Linked DNA regions of Mus musculus: all the other regions are linked to region 2. Evidence: chromatin contacts called from public Hi-C and promoter capture Hi-C data. All regions are on one chromosome and are shown on one strand. The core of a region is the stretch at or near the end of the contact, and the rest is flanking DNA. Distances in the headings are between cores, read along the strand shown. Region 1 holds the start of Ero1a (endoplasmic reticulum oxidoreductase 1 alpha). Region 2 holds the start of Tmem260 (transmembrane protein 260). Region 3 holds the start of Mettl17 (methyltransferase like 17).

Region 1 (2,700 bases), core at 24-2,523, 3.1 Mb before region 2:
AGCCAATGCTTGGTCATTTGCCTGAGGACCCGAGGTGGATCCCGGTGTCCCATGTGGTGGTTGGGGAGAGGTTCCTGCAAGCTGTGGACTAAAAGCACCCCCTACAATGCGTACATTCACAGGTACAATATACATACCCACAAAACAAACCTGTATTTTAAACATCGTAAAGAACAGTAATGAACAAGTCGAGGGGGAAAGGGTGCTGGCCAGCGCCAGGTGTGGTCGTGAACGTCTGTTTAACAATACAATTTACATATTAAGTATCTCAGTAATAAAATGATCTAATACACTTTTAAACAGAAGAAAGTCTGGGGAACCGCTAATATTCGAGAGTTCTTCCAGGCTTTACAAGAAAGCACTAAGAGACTAGCACATCGACTGAATATGATACTTCTGGGTATTTCCAAGCTGTTAGCATTTCCTTAAGACAGCAAAATGAAATTCACAGTTATTTCAATGCGCCTAGCCTAAACGGCCTCATACAAAATTTACAGGCTACACTAAGAAAATAAAATTCTTTGAATGTTTTGCTCACGGAACCCACATCTCCTACAGAAGTAAATAATCACAGCTCATAATCAAACTTGAATACAGAAGAGCTAGGGCCTACCTCGGATTCCGCAAAGGAAGTGTCAGTATACGAGAATAAGCTTCAGGGGCAAGGTGCACCATACACAGGCCGAGAAGTCACAGGACAACAACAGCCGCAAAGACACCAGGCAGTTAGATCAGGCCACCCAAAGAGCCCCTCAAGGTCATTCAACCTCTTGACAACGACAAGACCTAAAGAACAACTAGTCTCCCCAAGAGTCCATATCGGGAACAGAAAGGCTGGGGACGTCCCCGGCACCGCTCGCACGAGGTGCCCAGGTGCCGGGTCCATTCAGAACCCCCGGTCCTGTGGACACGGAGCAGCCAAGGCAGGATGCAAGGAAGCAGTGTGACAAGCTGGCCAGGCGCCCACGCCCATCGAAGGGTGCCCCGTCCCGGGGCGATCGGGAACGCGGTGCGGGCCGCGCATCAGGATCGCCGGCGCCCGGAGATGCGCAGCCCCTGGGCCGCCCGCGCGCCTCACCTGGCAGAAGCAGCGCTGTGCCGCTGTCTCCGGCCGCCGCTCCTCGCCGTGGCCCAAGCGCAGCAGCCACACGACGCCCAGGAGTCCAACGAGCAAGCCCCAGGCGCGGCCCATCGCCGCTCGCCGCCCACCGCCCTCTACCCGCGCCGCCGTGCTTGGCTCCCCGGCGCAGGCCGCGCGCCCGCTGAAGTAGCCTGCGCCGGCCCCGCCCCGCGCTCCGCCCTGCGCCCTCCGCGCTCCCGCCTCCCCTGCGGACGTGCAGCGGCGCGCGCCTCTGTCCACGCGAGCCTCGGGCGGCCGCCTTCCTGCGCGCCCCGCTCACGCACCCGCCTCCGGTACACCTGGCCTGCAGCTCGTCCGGCGCAAAGACGCGGTCCTTCCGGGGTCGGGGTATCCCCCGAGCCACACTGCCCGGGGCCTGCGCCGTCCTGCCCGCCCCGCCCCGGAGCTCACGCCAGCCAGCCCATCCTTTCTCAACACTAGGAAATCCCGAGCCTGGGTTACGTGTCCGCCGTGCTCTGGCTGCCTAAGCCTTTTAAAAGGATGTTGGAGTTCATCTCGGGGAGCACGGCCGTACACACGATTCAGTGGCTTTCTAGTTTTTCCCTTCCTACATCCTACAAAGGGAACAGGTGAAATTGGTTTCCAAAGGGCTGTGCACCGCGGCTTACACCTATAATCCAACACTCCAGAGACTGTGGCAAGAGGATTGCTCAATGTCAAAGACAGCTTGAGCTACATACTTCCTGCCCTATAGAGTTAGGCTCTATTTTATAAATAAATGTTTAAATATAATAATAAAAACATGTTTTTATTAAACTAGCATAGAGAAGATATTAGCTCAATGTGTAGTCCCGATTTGTTCATAAAAAATTGACTCCTTTTTTGCTGTATTTTATGCGAATTAGGCATATTTCACAAGCTAGAGAGCAATGTGGTAAAGACTATTCAATCTCTCGTTTCATAAGTGGAAATGGGGAAAGCTGTTGCTAAGAACTGGAGTCAGGCAGTGAGAAGCCTTGCTTAGCCTGTTATCTATAGCATGCACTGTACACAGAGTAAGATAATATGGCCTTATAAGCTAATATTGTCTTCACGATAGCTATATTCCAGCTCATACTTACCTTTTCTAGAACCAGATCATAGTGTCTCTGTTACAGGTGTTTTTGCTGGTGTTCTTTTCACACTGTTCCAGATTAAAAGCAAGTTTCCATTCAATTCACTTTGCAATGCCGAGCTTGGCCTTGGAAGTACACAGGTGCATCGGCTCCATAAAACTGACAATGTCGTCAGTTTTCTTGGCTTCGTTGTCTCGTTTAGCTTGGGGTAGTGCATTTTTATTTTGATGAAGGGTCTCACTGTGTATTCCTGACTGGTCTGGAACTTACACTGTGGACCACGCTGGCCTCGAACAGGCAGAAATCAATTCACCTCTGCCTCCCTAGACCTGAGATTAAACACCTGTTGCCACCACAACCAGTCTTCCAGTCTTATTTTTAGTTCACTAATAATTGTGTGTAAGATATGTTTTCAATCCATATGTACATTGTAGGAAGACTCAATCACACTAATATATCCATCACCTCACCAGCTTGACTTTTTCTTACAAGAATGTTTAAAAA
Region 2 (2,700 bases), core at 33-2,532:
CCCCTCCCCACCACACACACACATTGTCACATATGAACACACATACATACAAGATAATCCTGGACAAGCTGTCTAGTTGAAAGGTGTATTTCTCATGATCTCTTGCTACCAAGAAAAGCATTTTCCTCAATGGACGTCAATGGAGAACTTGCTACCATGTCTCCCAGCCATGAAAATCTCTCCCAAATAAACTGCTTCTTCTATAAGTTTCACTGGTCATAGTGTTTTCTCATGCAATAAGGAAAGTACACTGCCCAACCCCTGTGTCCCAGGAGCTCAGATGATAAAGCATTTTATAAACACCAGGAAAAGACTAAGATAGGTGGGCACAATTACTGCCTATCAACTTCACAGCCTGGACACAGTGTTCCTGTCAGACTGCAAATAGCACATTTGTGAATGTTGCCCATTTCCCGTGTATTCTGACACAGATTCTAAGGAGGTTGCCCGCTCCCTTCCCAGACTGAATAATTGCTAAAATAATGCAAACTGCAAGCTTAAAATGTTTACTAGCCTAGCCTGCATGAGGCCCTAGATTCAATTCTCAGCAGTGTGCTGTGTATTGTCTAGTAGCTCCCATCTCTTTCTACATTCCATTTGCATTATTTATGTGGGCTCTTGATTTCATTTTCCACTTTTAGAGCAAAAAAAACAAAAAAACAAAAATCATTCTTCTTCATTTAAGTAGGAGACACTCTTATCATGAAGAGTTAATTTTGTTAACTCAAGTATTTCAACTCACCTACTGAGTTCTCATGTTAAAAAAAGGCTAATTAGCACATTTTAATATCTTAAAATTAGTGAATTAATAATTAGCATATGGATTTACATTAATTTTAATGAGGCAAGGCTCTATAAATACATAGCCGCGATCAATGAGTCCACTGAAAAATATAATAGCAATTAATGTATTTGTGGCTTACTACATGGTTGGAACCCTTCCTTGTTGGGTTTCTAGGGGGCTCTCTTATGCAGTTCCACCCCACGCCACAGGGGGCAGAGCAGCGCTTTCTGGCTCACCGTTATCCACGCCACTTCCGTCTCTTTTGGAACGGACCAAGTCAGTGCGGAAAGGGGGAGAGAGACTGCATAGTGCGAGTAGGCCTGGCCCATGATTGATGTCGTTGGGAATTATGCTCCCTTGTGATTCGTTACTTCAAAGCACACTGACGCAGACACAGTACCACGCGCAGTGACCCCCAGAAGACTCCTAAGCCGTGCCGGAGTGCGCCCGCCATCTCCTCCTCCCCGACCTGGCGGGCGAAGGTATGGTGCGCTCGGCCCTGCTAGACCGGAAGCCGGCGCGGGCTGTGCGCGCCTCTCGGCCAGGGAAGGTCCGCACCGCTGCGAGGGGTCACGGTCCGCGAGCTGCGCGCGTCCGGGCCCATGGGTCTCCATGGCGACGGCGGGAGCCCGGCAGCCGGAGCGGGGCCGTGGCGCTCCGGGGCCCTCCGCGGCAGCGTGGCCGTGTTCGCCTCCGTGGCTGCCGTGTTCACCCTCACGCTGCCCCGCTCGCTGCCTGGGGGAGACTCGGGTAAAGTACTCGCAGGCCGCCCTCCTCCCCGCCCCCCTGCCTCCGGGTGCCGCCGCCTCGGTGTCCCGGCCCCGCGTCCCCTCGCTGGAGCTCCGTGCACGGTTCTGAATTCCAGAACCAGTTCTCTTTCCGGTTCTGGATCTTGGTCTCTGTGTTCTCGAGCTGCTCAGCCGATGAAATTTAACCACTGTCCACTTTGCCCGGATCGTTGTTACCTGTATCACCTGTCGTGCCCTTACAGTGTCACAGACAAAAAAAGATTGACAGTAGTTAACAAATAGCATGGAGCGTTCTACTGTGTTTAGAGACGACACAACGGGTTATTAAATAAACTACATTTTAAGTAGTGGTGAGTTACGGAGGCACTAAGGGAGAATGTGGTTGGAGTGGTAATGAGTAGATTCCTCAGAAGGTCAGGAAAGGCTACCTTGGAGGTGTATTAGTTAGAACCTGAATATTAAGGAACCAGCCATGCAGAAAATTTAGAGGGGAACTCATAAAAGGGAATGCAACTGAAAGCACCCCTCTTCCTGTGAAAATGAAAGACAGGTTTCACACAGATTAAGCTAGGGCATACTTTTCACATATCTGAGTCTAGAAACAAGTCCCTGGTTTGGTTTGGTTTTTACAGCCAGATAAAGTGATCAATAATTTCTCATAATAATCAGCCGTGTTTTCAGAATGGTTCTGTAATGGAACAGTCAAACCGTTTCCTGAAGAGCCCATGAGCTGTTTATAATTTCACTACCTGACAAGTTCACCCGGATTTGGTGGCTGCAGGGGGGAGCATTTATCATCTGTCTGTGGATCAGTATCTCTAGGTGCAGTTTAGCCGGATTCACTAACACAAGACAAGGTGGGGGCCAGGGTTGCAACTTCTCAGGACCCTGTTTAGGGAGTATCTACTTCCAAACTTAAGTCTAGCCCTATATCCCATGTGGCTCTCTTCATAAAATAGCTGATTCCTGTCAAAAGCAAGAGAGCATTCTGTCACCTCTGTCATTTTTGAGACCTAATCCTGGAAGTGATATGCCACTGCCCTGTTTTATTGGAGAGAGTCGGTAAATCTAGACCAGTTCAAAGGGGAGAGGATTACACGGCAAGAAAGCCCTGAGATGGGGATTACCAGGACTGTCTTCAAGATTGCCTGCCACGGAGAGAAGCCT
Region 3 (2,700 bases), core at 32-2,531, 3.4 Mb after region 2:
CAAGCATCTAAGAATCCAGCTCACACAGATACCCATATATGGTCCTGTAACTTTTCTAATTGGACTGAAGACTATAGAGTACTCTTCGTCCTGTCAGCTAACTTCTGCCCCCAAGAGGCTAAAGAGGAAACCACAGCTGGGTAAAGTACTGCTGCCGGGACCCAAGAATTTACAGGTCCATGAGTCTTTTTTTTTTTTTTTTTTAAAGATGTATGAGTGCTCTGCTGCATATACATCCACAGGCCAGAAGAGGGCATCAAATCCCCTTACAGATGGTTGTGAGCCACCATGTGATTGCTAGGATTTAAACTCAGAACCTCTAGAAGAGCAATCAGTGCTCTTAACCGCTGAGCCATCTCTCCAGCCCCAGGTTTTGGGGGGTTTTGTTGTTGTTGTTGTTGTTTCCCCACACACACACTGATTAACCCTTCGAACATTTAGCTTAAAATTCTCCATTTGCATTTCAAGGACCAACAATACCCAGTACGGTGCATTGTTTAAAAATGTAACTCTGACTTTCGACTCCCTAGCACTTAATTCAGCTATCACCTATTAAGTTCATGAACTTGGGTAAATTAACCACGTGAAAAATTAAGTTAGCAACAGATGTTTGTGGAAATAAGATGGCGGGAATTCGGTGTGCTACGTGGGAAGCTCTTGATAGAAAACCTGGAGCAAACTCGCAGACAACAAATGTGAAAAAAAAGTAAGCTAATTTTTATATTTATTAATTTGCAAACTGTAATAGTTATTAGCGCTCATCGTTGACTGCCTAAATCTGATTTTTGTTATGGTCTTGTCCCGTCTCACAAAGGGAAACTAGCCACGGTTCAGAATTCTACAGCACCAAATGAAAACAAAGAAAGTCCACACTTTCCTTTTCACCTGCCTACCCCACTCTCAGCCCCACTCCTGCCCCCACCCCCGCCCAGCCCTGCCCCCGCCTCTGTCCTCCCAAGTCCCACTCCCTACCACCCCCCCACGTCCCCTTCTATCTCCCCACCCCAGTGAGACTGCTTCCCCCTCCACGCCGCCCCCATCTCCCTACTCCCCCAACCCCTCTCCCTCCTACCCCACTAGCCCCCCCTAACCCGTGAGACTGATCCCTCCCCATCACAAAACACGCCCAAGCCGGGTTGGTCTCGCCCGCAGCCACGCTCAGCATTGAGACCACGCCCCTTCTGAAGGCTAAGCCCCTCCCACGAACGGCCTTCTTCGCAGAGACGTACATAAGGTACATAAGGTCGCTTATTGGCTGTTAGCAAATACTCCCTCTTCTCATTAGTTGATACCGTCCGGGTCGAAGTTCCACGGAAGATGCTCTTAGCTGCTTGGGCTGAGGGTTACAGGCATGTGTACTTCCGTTTCCGGTGTGTCCTGAAGCCATGGCCACCGCCAGGACACCGAGATTTCTGCTGCTGTTCTGCAGATCCTGCCGCAGCCTTCGAGGACCCCAGTCCCGAGTAAGTGCATCTTCCTCTGCTGGCGGAGAACTGGGTTTCCAGAGACATCTCTCGGAGGAGGAGCGACCTCGGCGATGCCTCGGGCAGCAAGCACCTGCAACCATTCTGTTTCTTTCGCTGTCTGCAGGCATACGCCGCCCTTGTGCCCGGTGTGTCCCAGGTAGACAACGGGTCGGATTTCCTGGGGAAGAAGCCCCATCGAAAGCATCCCGGCATCCTGCATCTTCCGCACGTCCAGCTGCCGCAAGCACTGGCTGACGCCGCACAGTTAATGCTTTTTGGTGAGAAACTGCGGGAAGGGGAAGCCAGATAAAACCAAACGAGGCCAGCACGCAGCGATGACCCTTTCCATCTGTGACCACAGAGAGACCCATGCGCAGTGTAGAGAAGCAGGTGCAAGCACTCACCAACTATCTCTGGAGCCGACATTTACCTGTAGAGCCGGAGGAGTTGCAAAGACGGGCTGCGTATCTTGAGAAAAAATTCCTGGAAAAACAAGGTAGGGCTTAAAACTAAAAGGCAAACCAGATTAAAATGTCAACGAGAAATTAGGATCAAAGAATAATTTAAATCTCTCAGATAAATACTGCTGTTTCTCATTTGATGCTGTAGTAACAGCCCTACTAGATGATGCCCTGCTAAGAAGGTAGGTTGGGCCAGAGGTTGCCCTTGGAGATTGGGTAAAGGTCAGAAGTTTTGGTCTTTCGGGTTTTTTTATAAAAAATTTCCCCTCCACCGCTGCAAGTCAAAGAGATTATGACTATATTTTGATTCAGGTAAGTAAAGGCCATATGGCAGGCAGTTCAGTAAACACGAAACCCCACCTCGGATAGAAAATTATTACATTTCAGATTATTTTTAAGACTATGGACTTCATATTGTAAATTTGCCTTTTATTCTTGTATTCCCTGCACGTCCCACAGTACCTGGTTCAGGGTAGTGTCTTAGTGTTCTATTGTTGAAGAGATACCATAATCACGGCAACTCTTAGAAAAGAGAGCTTTTAACTGGGGCTGGCTTACAGTTTCAGAGGTTTAGTCGGTTGTCAGCATGACAGCATGCAGGCAGGCATGGTGCTGAAGAAATAGCTGAGAGTTCTGCATCTGCATCGGGAACTGCAGGAACAGAGCGAGACTCTGGGCTTCTCATGGCCTTTTGAAACCTCAAAGCCCACCTCCTAATCCTTTCACGTAGTGCTACTCCCTGGTGACCAAGCATTCCAGCGGATGAGCCATTG

Evidence for each region. Promoter capture Hi-C pulls out the DNA fragments that hold promoters and counts their contacts. Hi-C and Micro-C count contacts between places; a contact is called where the count stands out from the background.
Region 1: a contact with region 2 is called in a promoter capture Hi-C map of pre-B cells. The contact joins the promoter of Ero1a here to the promoter of Tmem260 in region 2. A contact is called at or near these places in 2 of 39 promoter capture datasets (liver and pre-B cells) and 1 of 484 Hi-C or Micro-C datasets (uterus).
Region 3: a contact with region 2 is called in a Hi-C map of B cells, with 6 read pairs. The contact joins the promoter of Mettl17 here to the promoter of Tmem260 in region 2. A contact is called at or near these places in 1 of 39 promoter capture datasets (pre-B cells) and 1 of 484 Hi-C or Micro-C datasets (B cells).

What each region holds. Positions count from the first base shown.
Region 1 is chr14:45,317,299-45,319,998 of GRCm38.p6, forward strand. It overlaps Ero1a (endoplasmic reticulum oxidoreductase 1 alpha), which reads right to left and starts at 1,274. Exons shown (of 16, transcript NM_015774.3): 1 at 1,079-1,274. The coding sequence starts at 1,192.
Region 2 is chr14:48,445,070-48,447,769 of GRCm38.p6, forward strand. It overlaps Tmem260 (transmembrane protein 260), which reads left to right and starts at 1,283. Exons shown (of 16, transcript NM_172600.4): 1 at 1,283-1,534. The coding sequence starts at 1,387.
Region 3 is chr14:51,883,561-51,886,260 of GRCm38.p6, forward strand. It overlaps Mettl17 (methyltransferase like 17), which reads left to right and starts at 1,282. Exons shown (of 14, transcript NM_001029990.1): 1 at 1,282-1,463; 2 at 1,591-1,744; 3 at 1,828-1,962. The coding sequence starts at 1,386.